Linked DNA regions of Mus musculus: region 1 is linked to region 2. The links are chromatin contacts, called in public HiChIP or PLAC-seq maps. All regions are on one chromosome and are shown on one strand. Each heading gives the region's core, a stretch centred on a gene start, on an enhancer-like site or on the middle of the called end of the contact. The rest is flanking DNA. Distances are from core to core; before and after follow the strand shown.

The links. HiChIP or PLAC-seq counts read pairs in DNA pulled down with a chosen protein or histone mark.
Region 1: an H3K4me3 HiChIP or PLAC-seq map of the SCID.adh cell line shows a contact between it and region 2, with 16 read pairs. The contact joins the enhancer-like site here to the promoter of Fancc in region 2. A contact is called at or near these places in 1 of 39 promoter capture datasets (cranial neural crest), 9 of 484 Hi-C or Micro-C datasets (B cells, Sertoli cells, Th1 cells and 6 more), 7 of 115 datasets of contacts at active chromatin or transcription factors (the SCID.adh cell line, embryonic stem cells, memory CD8 T cells and 2 more) and 2 of 9 other capture datasets (adipose tissue and liver).

The regions. Positions count from the first base shown.
Region 1 is chr13:63,500,924-63,507,860 of GRCm38.p6, reverse strand. No RefSeq gene overlaps it. Among named protein-coding and RNA genes, the nearest start is that of Ptch1, 61 kb to the left of the region's middle. Within about 2 kb of position 3,425, at least 1 of the 459 cell types and tissues checked has an H3K27ac peak or open chromatin away from gene starts, as enhancers often do. A contact at or near this core is called in the SCID.adh cell line, where this site is marked.
Region 2 is chr13:63,428,859-63,435,601 of GRCm38.p6, reverse strand. It overlaps Fancc (Fanconi anemia, complementation group C), which reads left to right and starts at 3,857. Exons shown (of 15, transcript NM_007985.3): 1 at 3,857-4,152.

The DNA of each region.
Region 1 (6,937 bases), core at 2,176-4,675, 73 kb before region 2:
TGATGACATAGCACTAACTGACCTGGTACAGCTGATGATGGAGTGCTCACTGGCCTGCTACAAGGTGATTTTTTTAAAAAGGGTTCAGTGATGTGATTTCATCATAACCTCATCATACATGAGGAAAACATGAGTAGAGATTAACACCCGTTTCTCCTGATCACCTGTTTTTGTGATTGTAAATATATGCTCCAGAAGACCTGGAAGCTCAAACCATTCTAAGCGCGTGTCCTAGAGGGAGGATCAGCCAGTTGTAGCCAAGACTACCTCCTGGTTTTGTGTGGATTTGTCAGGAGACAGCCATATCTGTCTATACGCACCATTCATGACTGTTTTCACGCTATAGTGGCAGAATTGTGTGGTGTGCAATAGTGATTGACTGACCTGCAGACTGTTGAAATACTTGCTCTCTGGTCTTCAGGAAGAAATCTGCCAGGTCCTCTTAAGGCAAGGAAGTGTTGGGCCATTGCTACTCAAGTGTGGTCCTTCAGTCAGCATGCCTTAGAAGCATGCTAGAAAACCCAGAGTCCAGTGGTACTGAGAGTCAGGGTTCTGTGGGAGAGAAACCCAGGAGTGTGCTCTTAAGAGTAGGAACAATTTGTAAATTCCTCCAGGCTAATGTGGCCTTGGCACTCTGTGACTCAGGCTGAGTGGCCAGAATCTGGAAATAACAGAGCAGTCCCGACTCTGCTGTGTGGTCTTTCCACAAAAACACATGTTCGTCTGTGGGAAAAAGTTGAGACCTGTAAACCTCACATTTGTGTCTGGGAATCTCGGCCCAGGAACTCCCTTCCCAGTGTTGTGTCCCACACGGCTGTGAGCAGGACCTCAGCAGAGGCTATGTACCCCTGATATAATAGGCAGGGGATGAGGGACCTCTGTCTTCCCTTCCTGCCTAGAGGCTTTCCCAGCATCCAATTGGCCAACTGAGGGCAAATCCCTTGAAACTTTGGAATCCTGTGTCATCTATAAACTAAATTAGAATAAATGTTCTCTGAGGGTGATGTCTGAAGGTCAGAATGGTGGTGGAGTCACTGGGTGAGTGAGGATGGAATCAGCCACATCCCATGTACTTTACAATGACCCTGGGCCTGAGTTTGCATCTCAGGGGTGCCTGGGATCATTGTATAGAAACCCAAGAGGCAAACTCACACCCTACAGTGAGCTCCAGCTGGGCCAGAGGGATGGCTCAGTAAGAAAGGGTTTGCTGTGCAAATATGAGGACCTGAGTTCAATCCCCAGGATCTAGGTAAAGCCATATACCAGCTGTATTTGTAATCTCGATGTTGAGGGCTTGCTGGGCAGCTAGCCTAAGTAATCACTGCCCCAGGCCACTTGTTATAAAACACAAAGTGAAATGTTGCTGAGAAACAGCCCCAAAGCACATGAGAATCAAATACTCAGTTAATTACCTCCATAATAGAGACAGTCTAGGAAAGAAGTTAAGGGTTACCTTTTCTTCTGATAGAAGTGCTGATAGATCTGTTCTTAAGCCTTTCTGCAGTGAGTGTCATAAACAATGCTAACTTGGTTCCAAATTCAACTCAAGGAGAATGTAGACTTTCTAAATCTGAGCATGGGAAATATTACTAGCATTAATTAGAACCCGGACTGAGAGAAGCTTTTGTTGAGACATGCTTTGTCCCACAAGATGATGGTTGATCGCCATCCAGTTTTAAGGTTTGTTTGTTTGTTTGTTTGTTTGTTTGTTTTTCCCTATTTTGGTTTTTGGAGACAGAGTTTTTCTATGTAGCCCTGGCTGTCCTGGAACTTACTCTGTAGACCAGGCTGGCTTCGAACACAAAGATCAACTGCTAGTTTTATGTTTGTTTGTTTGTTTTTAAATGTTTATATTTACTGTGTGTGTGTAGATCAGAGGACAACTTATGGAAATCAGTTCTCTCCTTCCACCATGTGGACCCAAGGATAAAACTCAGGTTGTCAGTCTTAGCAGCAGGTACCTTTATCTGCTGAGCCATCTTGTCAGCTGGTTTATATGTCTTATAATTAATGTATAGCTAATAAATAACTTCATTTTTAATCACAGCCTGGGATAAAATTTTAATTAAACTGTGTATCAAGATCTACCATCTTTATTCAATACCTAGGTAAATATAACCCCTCACATTCTTTTTCCTCCTCCCCCTCCTTCCCTGTCTCTTCTCTCTCCCTCCTTTCTCTCTCTCCCTCTCCCTTCCATTCTTTCCACATCATTTATACCACAGCTACTAGAAAGCTCCAGGCCTCTGAACTCCAGGCAGCAACCATGCTGATACAAAGACGGTTGCTTTGTTTGAGTAACTGACCTCCCAAAAGAAGAGATGGAGGTCTCCTTGTCATCTGAAAAGACCTTTTGCCCAGATGTTAATTGCTTTTAATGAAGGTTGTACGTGATGAGAACATACACTGTAAGCTTGAGTCTGTTTTATCATTCAACACAGCAGTAGTAGAGGATGTGTTGGCCACCATTTTCTGCGTAGGTGTACTGCCAGGAAATTAGAACTGTCATCATGAACCTCTTCAAGGGATACCCTGGCCTGTTCAGATCATGGAACTCCAGCAAACAGAGGGCTTGAGGCTCTGTTACAAAAAGAATGGTACCCAATGTAAGTGACCCAGAAGGCACAGCTGGGATGTTCCCATGTGATATGACTACTTTGACATGAAGTCATGGCATCTCTGTAGGAATTCCTCTTGAAGCAAAGGGAACGGAGCTTACAATCTTCAGGTGTCTGTGCAGCCTGCGGATGCATCCTTGTGTGGCCAGGGCAAGCTCTTCATAGGGTCCAGAAACAGATCCACAAACTTAAAGCATGAAAGCTTTTTCATGAGGTTATTTCAGAGGGACTGAGCGACTCAACTGTGTGGCTCTCCAGCGTGAACTTTAGAGATGATAATGTCATATTGCAATGTCAAAAATCTGAACACACCGCTAAAGAGAACCACCGCTGCCAAGACACAGGGGCGTTCCTCCCCTTTTTAAGATAGAGACCTCAGCAAGAAGCCATGACTGTTGGCAGAAGTCTGGGAGGTTCTGTGACACTCCGTTTTCCTGGAGAGTGTTATCTTAATTCATCTGAAGGTACCAGCATGTGATGTCAGAGTGCACAGCAAGGGCAATGAAGCCAAGCAAGTTGTTCCTGAGAGAGCTGCTGCAGGAAATGCCTCTTATCAATGACACCATCTTTACACGCAACGGACAACAGCTTGTGTTCTTTCGGGAAGCGGGGCGGGGTGGATAATAACCTGGTTTATTTGTATAAAGGGAGAAATTATGTTGATGGGGGAGGAGTCGATGAGCAAGTTCTGACTGGTGAGTTATTATATAATAACGAGGACGGTGGGAGTAAGCCTGAGTTGAGATGCCAAAGGCTCCCCTTTGCAATTATAAATGTGAATCGAAGGCAGAAGCAGGTGAACTCGTGTTGAAAGCTTCTGCAGCCAGAGAAAAAGCAAGATGAGGCAGGAATGGAGAACAACAGGAGTCCCTCTGCAGCAGACCAAGAGCACCATCAGAGAGGACCAGGTCAGATGAACAGAAAGCAACTTCTAAGATAGCCAGGGCTGTTAGAAAACAAAAAATAAAATAAAAGAACTGGCCAATGACCTCCTTCAGGGAGTCCATGGTCTACCAGATGGGAGAAAGGGCAGCCCTTCATGCTTGAACTCTGAGGTAGGTTTGCCCATCTCATGATGGGCATTTTTGTCCTTCCTTAAAGTTCCTACCTTGCATGGCATCATGGAAGGCTACCAGGAACCAAGATGTCTGATTCACAGAAGTTTAAAGCTGCCAGAGACCCTTGAAACTTTGTAACATCGAGAGTCAATATGGCTTGCTAATGCCCTCAGCAATGGAGGTATTTGTTACCTCATTGTCTTCATCTTCCCCCATTTGTTTTATGTGTTAATTTCAAAGACACAGAGGGCTCACATCCACACTGATGTTAAAGTCTTGCACCTCCAGAAGCATACTTGCCACCCTGCACACTCAGCAAATGTTTGTGCTAAAGCAAAGAGCAGCACTGAGGGAAGCAATTAGCAAATCTCTGAATTCTCCTTCTGATTACACCTAAATTCCAAAAGCTAATTGGCTAAAATGTTCTTCCGTAATTAGAAGCAATTAATACATGAAACTAGGTTTGCATTTCACGATTGAAATCTCTAACTTCATTTACTAATGGTCACTAATGGCCTGTAATCATAAGGTACACACAATTACAGGGGGATTTTCAAAGTGTTGGAATGGAAGACTGTCTGAATTTATGAATTATTCTTCCATTGCTGAATACAGAGCCAAGGTCTACTGCAAAATGTATCATGTGTGCACATGCTTGCTCAAACACTCTCAAAGGAGTACATTTGTGACATCTGGCCCCTTCTGGATTTCCCACTCTCCACTGTCATCCCTCAGCATCCAGGACCCCACTGACACCTAAATCCTCAGATGTTCAAGTTCCTTTTAAAGTATGGTGTGGCATTGGCATGCAGCCTGTAGACATCCTACTGCAGACTTAAAATGATCTTTACATTACTTACTACTTTAAATCATCTTTATATAATTTATAGCACAATGTAAATGCTATGAAAAATGTTACCCTATATCAATTAGAATATAACAAAAAGGTCAAAATGTTCCATACACATATAACTTTTTTCAAATGCTTTTGACTCAACGTTGACTCAAAGTTAATTCAAAATTGAATTAACTCATGGATGTGAAACTCACAGCTGGGCTGCTCTTTCATCCCCTCTCCCTGAGAAGATTTCTCTCTGTTGTCATCACTCGGGCTAGATACTCCCAGCACCAAAGCCTACTGAAATCCATCTATAAGACAAATAAAGCCAGGGGATAGCTCAGTCCTTAAAGTGCTTGTTTTGCAAGCAAAAGGACCTGCACTGGATTGCCAGACCTATGTGAAAATCTGAGCAAGATGGCGCATGCTTATAATTCCAGCACTCGGGAGGCTGAGGCAGGAGGATCCCTCTGGCTCACTGGCCAGCCAGCTTATCCTAATCAGCAAGCAATTGGTTTTGTCACTAAAACCAAGGTGGCAAGTTCCTGAGAAGTGACACCCAAGATGGCCCTCTGGCCTCCGCATGCACATGTGCACACACACACATGCATGTGCACATACATAAAAAGATGAAGATAGTTAAGCCCGTCCCTGTGTAGCAGTGAAAGGAAAACTGTTTCTTACTTGATCTGTGACAGGCCCCAGGTTATATATCTTTGAGCCCAATAAACAGGGCTCATTGGCAGAGACTCCCCAGGGACCAACAGCAGAGGGAGCTGTGGAAGGAAATAGCAAAGATGAGTGACAGGTAGATGATAGGGTTGGAAAAGGGCATCTGAGAACCAAGCCTAGAGGTGAACCAGGCCTAGAGAGGAGGCATCTGCAGGTGTGAGACCTTGCTGAAATCCCCTACCACACAGCCAAGTCTTCTAATGAGATGGCATTCTAAGACAAAAATGAAAAGACAGATGAGTGAAAAGCAGAGCTCCCCTTCACGCTTCAAGACTTACTTTTATCTGTGTGTGTGTGTGTGTGTGTGTGTGTGTGCCCTGTGTGTGGTGCCCTTGGAGACCAGAAGAGCAATACAAATCTATGGGTACTGTGCTTTTATCTGCCTCTTAAGATTTCTATTTAGGGGCTGGTGAGATGGCTCAGTGGGTAAGAGCACTAACTGCTCTTCTGAAGGTCCTGAGTTCAAATCCCAGCAACCACATGGTGGCTCACAACCACCGGTAATGAGATCTGACATCCTCTTCTGGTGTGTCTGAAGACAGCTACAGTGTACTCACATATAATAAAAAATAAATCTTAAAAAAAAAAAGTAAGGGGCTGGTGAGATGGCTCAGTGGGTAAGAGCACCCGACTGCTCTTCCGAAGGTCCAGAGTTCAAATCCCAGCAACCACATGGTGGCTCACAACCATCCGTAATGAGATCTGACTCCCTCTTCTGGAGTGTCTGAAGACAGCTACAGTGTACTTACATATAATCAATAAATAAATCTTTAAAAAAAAAAAAAGTAAAAATTCTATTTAGCGATCAGGGTGTGATGGTGCGAATCTTTAATCACAGTACTTGGGAGGCAGAGGCAGATAGATCTTTATGAGTTTGAGGACAGACTGGTCTACATAGTCCCAGGACTGCCAGGGTCATGTAGAGAGACCTTGTCTCCAAAACAGCAACAACAACAACAACAAAAAGATTTCAATTTAAAAGATGTGCCATATGCTCTTCAAAGTGGTCATGACTCCACCTTGTCTGTGTGTCCATCCATCCTATCACTACCTGTTCTTGGAAGACAGGTGTTTTGGTTAGTTTTATTTTCAACTGGACAAACCTGGGAAGAAGGAACCCCAATTGAAGAATTACCTTCATCACATGGGCTTGTTGGATACATCTATCCAGGAATTTTCCTGGTTGCTAATTGGTGTGGGGTCTAGCTTACTGTGGGAGGTACTACCTCTGGGCAGCTGAGCTTGCGTCGTACAAGAAAGCAGGCGAGGCAAGCCATGAGGAGCAAGCCAGTAAGCAGTGTTGCTTCATGGCTTCTGCTTCAGTTCCTGCCCCAGGGTTCTTGCCCTGACTTCCTATGATGATTTACCTCAGTGATGGAAGTAATATGTAAACTGTTTCCTCTCCAGGATTCTTCTAGTCATAAGTTTACCATAGCAACAGAAAACCAACTACAATAACAGGTAAGAAAAGAGGAGTCAGTGTTGGGTCCTTGCATATTAGTAACACATACTTTGCTTGCAGTTTATCATGCAGATTCCTATAAACTGGGAGTTAGATTGTGTTAACCAGAATACACCAGCATCTTTCTGACAACCTGAATGGAAACTGGGAGGGAAATGTGGTGCATAAGCCAGACAGCTGATGATTCAGTAGTCCTAGGAGGCAGGTGAAGGTTTAACTTTAGGAGGGT
Region 2 (6,743 bases), core at 2,608-5,107:
TGCTAAGGAAAGCACATAGCCTCTAGGAGCAAGGAAACCTCCTTCCGAGCATCTAAGCTCCGAAGGACAAAAGCCCACTGACATCTAATTTTAGACCACTGGTTCTGACATGGAATCCCTGTTTTATAGAAGCATAGAACAATGCATTCATTTTCAATCATTCAGTCTGGTCATTTGTTCTAGCAGCAATAAGAAATTGGTACAGAAGCTAAAGATTGCAAAAGAGCCTGAATGAAGGTAGGCAGCATAAAAACACGAAGTTTTCAGAATCCCAAACATCCATTCTATCAACACCACCATGCCACTGTCTGTTGTGAAGTTTTTTCACATCTAAAATGAATTCTTTGGGGGCTGGGGATGTAGTTTAGTGGTACAACACTTGTCTAGTATGAACGGCAGCTTGGTTTAATCCCCAGCACCCTGATTTATTCTTTATTGGCTGTGTACAAACTGGGAGCATTGCTTTACTTACAGGTACTGGAATTAGAGATCAAGTGAGACAGTGACCATAGAGTGCCTGGGGAAGTTCCCCAAACAGAGATGCTCACTAAACGCTGCAGAACAGAGATGCTCATTAAACACTGATTTTTTTGAGGCCTTACTGTGTTTCCCAGGCAACCTTTATGCTTCAGGCTCATGAGTAGTGGGATCATAGCCACTATGACTGTTTTACATGTTGGTTTCTCATGCTTGCGTGTTATGGCTTGACTATGAAATATCTCACAGAGGCTCAAGTGTTGAATGTTTGGGTCACAGCTGGCAGTTCTACTTTGAAAGGCAGTCAAAACTTTGAGGGAGGTGAAGCCTGGCTGGAAGCAGGTGTGTAGAAGGTGTTTTTGACAGTTGTGCCTGGTCAGGGCAGGGTCCCTTTTTCCCTCTTTGCTTCCTGTGTCCCAGTGTGTGAGTTCACCACACCAAGCAGCCGAGGAGTCAGTGGGTGGTGACACACCTTTCCCTTAAGCAGTCACGTTGGGCATTTCATCACTCAAAACATAAGGAACATGTTTTGTTCCTATGCATCTTTAAGAATTAAAGTACAGTTTAACACACACACACAGGTGCACACACACAAACTGAAGACTAGAACCTTCATTAAGCATAGAAATAGACAAGATGCAGTTAAGTTCGTTTTGGGAAAACATTCAGTGATTTAAGGGTCAATCTGAAACTGACACAGGAATAGGATGGAATTCACTTTTTTTTTCTGACTTAATGGTTGCCAGGATTAATCAAGTCACAAATGTGAATAATTTCTTCCTTTTTCAACTGGAATTTTTAAGTGCTTATTCTTAGAAATTCTTTAATATTAATTTCATGCTAAGTGAATCATTATTAAATACTTATGAGGAAAACTATTTTTAAGCCATGTGCTCATTTGAAACTGTAACTTATTACTTTCTGCAGGCAATAAAAACGTGCTAAATTAGTTACAACACACCAGGATTGGGATGTACGCTCTAAATAAGAATGCATGCGTTTACTGACCTAAATAAAACTGGGCTAAAATTGGTTGCACATTCTCCTAAAAGAGTATACATGTCATTCATTGCTCAATGGGGGAAAACCACAGATTTTTGTTTTCTGGAATCTTGTTAGAGATTCCACAAGGCTAGGGTTGTTCCTCTGATCTTCAGCCTTCACATGTTTTTAGTAAGGAGATAGGTTACCTGTCTTTATAATTTCAGGCCCCAATAGCCCCACCAATTTTAAAATGTCATTTGCTGTTCTTGGCTATTCTCATGTAACAACCATGTACTCACTGATGGTCTCTGCAGGAAAAGCAACTATACATTAGCCCGAGGATGGTTCCTTTCTCTAGACCAAGCTTAAGGCAAAGGACAAGAATCTTCATTAATTACGGAAATCTGACTTTATTACAGTGCTTCATCTTAGTCCTGTGACAAGTCACAGGGGCTTAAAATAATGTTCATTTTGACAAAATAAAAACTTATTTTTCTTTCCTGTTTAGCCAAAGCAGGTAGCTTGTGTGATTACTGGCATCTAGGTACTAAAACAAAGCTAGAAGGTTGAGCTTTCCTTCCTCCAAAGTAGGAAGGGTTTTCTAAACTTCTCCTAAAACAGGTTCTTGTGAGGAGAGTCATGGTGCTTTCCCTATGGCTGGCTTTCATTGGACAGCTAACTTACAAAGTAGGACTGGCCAGACTCCTAACACCCAGAGACACAAAGAGTTGTCTGACTCCAGGTAGCTTTTTTTCATATATATATATATATATGTGTGTGTGTGTGTGTGTGTGTGTGTATACACAAATATGAGTACCAAAATGGTTACTTTCACTCTAAAAGACAAGAAACAAACCTAGTTCCACATTGTTTTTGCTGGTAAATACAAAGACTAACAAACAAAAATCTTAAAATTTGTCACTATATGGCTTTTTCAGGGCTAAGGTGTCATTCACACTTGTCTCACTAAACGTGCTATTTTTTTTTGACTAAAATGACATATTAAAAGGCTTGATGCCACTTGATCCCATAAAGCAGGGCATGTTACTTTGGGATCAGGTTCCCCTGGGGTCTCCCTTTAAATTTTGATGTTGTTATTTTGTGTGTGTGGATATTATGACTTATTAATGTTTGTGCAGTGTGGTGCCGAAGGAGGCCAGAAGAGGGCATCAGATCCCTTGGACAGGGGTTACTAATAATTGTGAGCTGCCATGTGGATGCTGTGACTCAAACTCAGGTTCTCTGGAAGAGCAGCCAGTGCTCTTAATGGCTAAGCTATCTGTTACACCGCTCCCTTAATTAAAGCATACAGGTAATCTAATTCAGCAGTTGTTTTTCTACAACCCAATGTCTTTCGGCTAGTCTTTATTCTTCTCTTTCAAATTCAATTTACAATAAACAGAAAGATCGTGGATTAAAGGAGTGTGCTAGGGCTAAGCCACACGTGTAGAGATAGTTTTTTCTAGTATACAACCTCGGGATTCACAGTATGATCAAATATCCTGCAACAGAGTATTTAAATAAGAGCTATTTATTACAGGCATATATTCCTCCCTACATGTTATTTTTAAGGCACTAAGTTGTGGTCTTATTACAACGAATGGTTCTTAGGCACTAATTAAAAAAAAAAATTTAAGCCGGGCGTGGTGGCACACGCCTTTAATCCCAGCACTCGGGAGGCAGAGGCAGAGGCAGAGGCAGGCAGATTTCTGAGTTGGAGGCCAGCCTGGTCTACAAAGTGAGTTCCAGGACAGCCAGGGCTATACAGAGAAACCCTGTCTCGAAACAAACAAACAAACCAAAAAAATCTAAAAGTTTAAGGTTATCCTGACTCTTCCCCAATTCAAACATCTGTAAATAACCATGCAGATCTAAATTTGAAAATCTTTAAGAAAGGGCTGGCAAGATGGCTCGCTCATCAGGTAAAAGCTCCTACCACCAAGTTGAAGACTGGGTACCTGCATTAGTGAGAGAACTGATTCCCACAAACTGACCTCTAGGTTCACCTGGCATGCACACAAATGTAATGTTAAAAATTCAAGAATAAAAGATAAGCCATGTCTCACTTGACAAGAAGTTTCCACTTATGTGGCGTAAATGCAACTTTGAACCGATTTGAACCTGAACTAAGCAGTACATGGGCCTGACTAGGGATTGGAGCGATCACTAACCACAGACAAAACTCGTTTGTGGTTGGGCCCAGCAGGCTTGAACCCTATGTGGAGTTTGACCTATCTGGCAACTCCCGTCTCTCAAGAACCACATTCCAGGGCTCTCTCTTCTCTAAAGCCCTCACTCGGCGCCGCGAGTTAGCTATAGCCCGTAGTCGCCCACTTCCTCCAGGAGAGATTCAGATCTTCCCATCATGCCGCGGGAGCGCGCTGGGCCCCAGAGTGCACTGCGCGTGCGTGCGAGCGCGCGCGCAGCCCCACTCCCTTGCGGCCGCGGGAAAATTCCAAACACGTCAAAACAAAAAAAGTTCCGTGAGGCTGTGCCAAGTTTTCAAGCCGCAGAAGCCGGGCGGTGGCTTCTTTTCCGCCGCGGCCCAGTCTGCTGAGGCAGCTCTGGGTGAGGACCACCCGGGAAGACCGCCGTTTCCTGCTAGGGCAGAGAAGACTCGCGAGAACGTGCGCCCGAGTCTCAACGTGGGCGAGCCGCGCTCCCGCGGCGCGGTGGAGCTGAGGCAGGACGGTGAGAAGCTACGGTGGGCGGGTGCGAGCCGCGGGAGGGCGGGGCGGGATGTGGGGGGTTGGGGGGGGGGGAAGATATAGCCCGGCAGGAGGCGGGGCCTGGCGGGAGGCGGGGCTAGAGCCAGGTGGGAGGTGAGGCCGACGGTGAGGGGCGTGGCTAATCGGGGAGTTGAACCCAGCTTGGCAGTGGCCGACAGACGCGGTGGGCGTGACCACACGGAAACTGATCTCGGCGGGAGCCCGCACGACTTAGAGGGGCCGCTCCACAAGGGAGAGGAGCCGGAGGGGGGCTGCGCCATCGCAGATGAGCCCGGCGGGGCGGGACCGACAGTGAGGGGTGGGGTCTAAGGCCCAAGGTGAAGCTTGGTGAGCTTGGCTCGCGGCGATGGTAGAGAGGCATCTGTCCTTTACCCTTCGTCCCCATTTATTTTTATTTTTATTGTTTTAAGCAAATCCTCTCCCTCTGGTTTCAACGTAGCCGCAGGTACTTTTGGAAGGACTGGGGCAAAGGTGAAGCTTATTGCTCGCCATCCATTAGAGCAGCTCTGCTCAGGGTCTCAAGATCGCCCTCCCACAGCTGCTTGAGTGACAGGCCCAGAGGCCCATTCAAGGCCTGAGAGTGTTTAATGCTTGTGTCTTGCTGTCTTGCTGCCTTACTGGAACAGTTTTTAGGTGCTTGGGCTTGGAGGGGGTGCTGGATGAAAATCTTGGAACAGGCCAATGATATTGAAGACCTCTGTGTGCCTGGACTTTTCCTCTAGTATGAGATGATTCGAAAAATCCCATCCCTCATTAAATTAATCTAAGCGGGTGTGACCGACGTGAGATACCTATTTGTGGATGGCCCTCGCCTTTAGGGTGCTTCCAAATGGCAGATTTAACGCTCACAATTGAACAACTGGCGGTTATGTGTGTGTATGTAGAGGCCAGAGGTGGTGTCAGGAGTGCCCCATCTTTCCCTCCTTATTCGTCCCCCGCCTCTCCTCACACCCATCACATTTGGCTTGTAGGTCACCTGACTTTGCAAGCCCTTGGGGTTATGCCTTTCTCTGCCTCCCCATTGCTGAGATGACAAATGTGGGCCACACACTTAAAACCTTAAATACACACGCACACACAGCAACGAACGTGTGTTCTGGGGATAGAATTCATGTTCTCATGCTTGTAATGGCAGGCATCTTATCAACTGAGCTAGCTCCCCAGCCCTCTTCAGTGTTCCCTTGTGTGAGTGGTCATGGCACGTATGTTGTTGTCCATGTGAAGCTGTATGCACATTTTAAATGAATGGGGCTCTTAACTGCTTCCATATTTTGGCAAATAGTTCCAGCAAGAATTACACCAATCTTGTATTTATAAAAGCTACTTCAGGGAGGCCATCCTGGCCAGTAGGAAGTTGGTTGGATTTTCTAGGCCACAGAGAGGCCCCAAGGAATTTCATCCTAGTGATAGAACCATAACAGGAGTGGTAGAGCCTCAGGTCAGGCTAGAATTCATCCCGAAATGCTCCTTAAAAATCTTAATGTAATTATGATATGCATATTCTCTGGTGGTGTTTATGGTTTCTGATTAGCTAACTTTTTAATATGAAAGTCTTCTCTTAGACATAAATGAATTAATTTTCAGTGATTTACTGAAAATCTAGTATTATTGGAAAAGAGAATACAAGGATTCACAGATTTAGGTAACAATACAGTGCTTGAGTGTTGTGCTGCCCCATCACTTCCAAAGTTTCATTATGTAGCTCTGTCTGTCCTGGAATTCACTATGTAGACCAGGCTGGTCTTGAACTCACAGACATCTGCCTGCCTCTGCCTCCCAAGTGCTGGAATTAAAGGCGTGTGCCCCACTCTTAAATCATCCCCTCCTTTTGAGATACAAGTTTTTCTTGTTCCTTGGCATGAGGAGTCTCTAATAGGCCTTGATCATCCTTTTTCTGAGCCTTTTCTGCTGTGAGAAGAAAGAGTCCTTGTACAAATCACTCTCCTCTTGCAATGGGTCTTCCCATATCGTCAGGTCAGGCTGGCTTTAAATCCAGAGGTCAGGCCTGTGTCTTTGAGAGCCAGGGCTTCAGTCGTGGGCCATCACACTTAGCTTTTGGAAATTGCCCATCACTGAGGGGCTACATTCACTTATAAGCTATGAAATGAATTTGGAATTGGTCAGTGGGGGCCGGAACTCAGACTCAGAATTCTTTGCATGACTTTAATGGTTTTAGACTCACAAATCTGTGGCCAATCCTGGCTCCACTCAGTCTCAGACAGCCTTTGGTTTGTTTTCTTGTTCTATAGATTAACCTTTTCTTGGAAGTTCTTCTAGACATTTCACATTTATATAATATGAAATAGGTAACTGTGTCTGGCTTTTTCCCCCTAACATAATGATTTTGAGATTCACCTAGGTAGTAGCATGTATCAGTCGTTTAGTCCTGTTTATTGATGACTAGTATATTGTATGTTCCGTGTTTGGATTTCCAGGTGATGGACATTTAGGTTGAGATTATTTTAGTCATTAAGAATAACAGTTATGTGATTTTGGGGGTGGGGTGGGGTGGGTGGGCAGGGCTATGTAGTAAATTTAATTGTGTGGCCATCT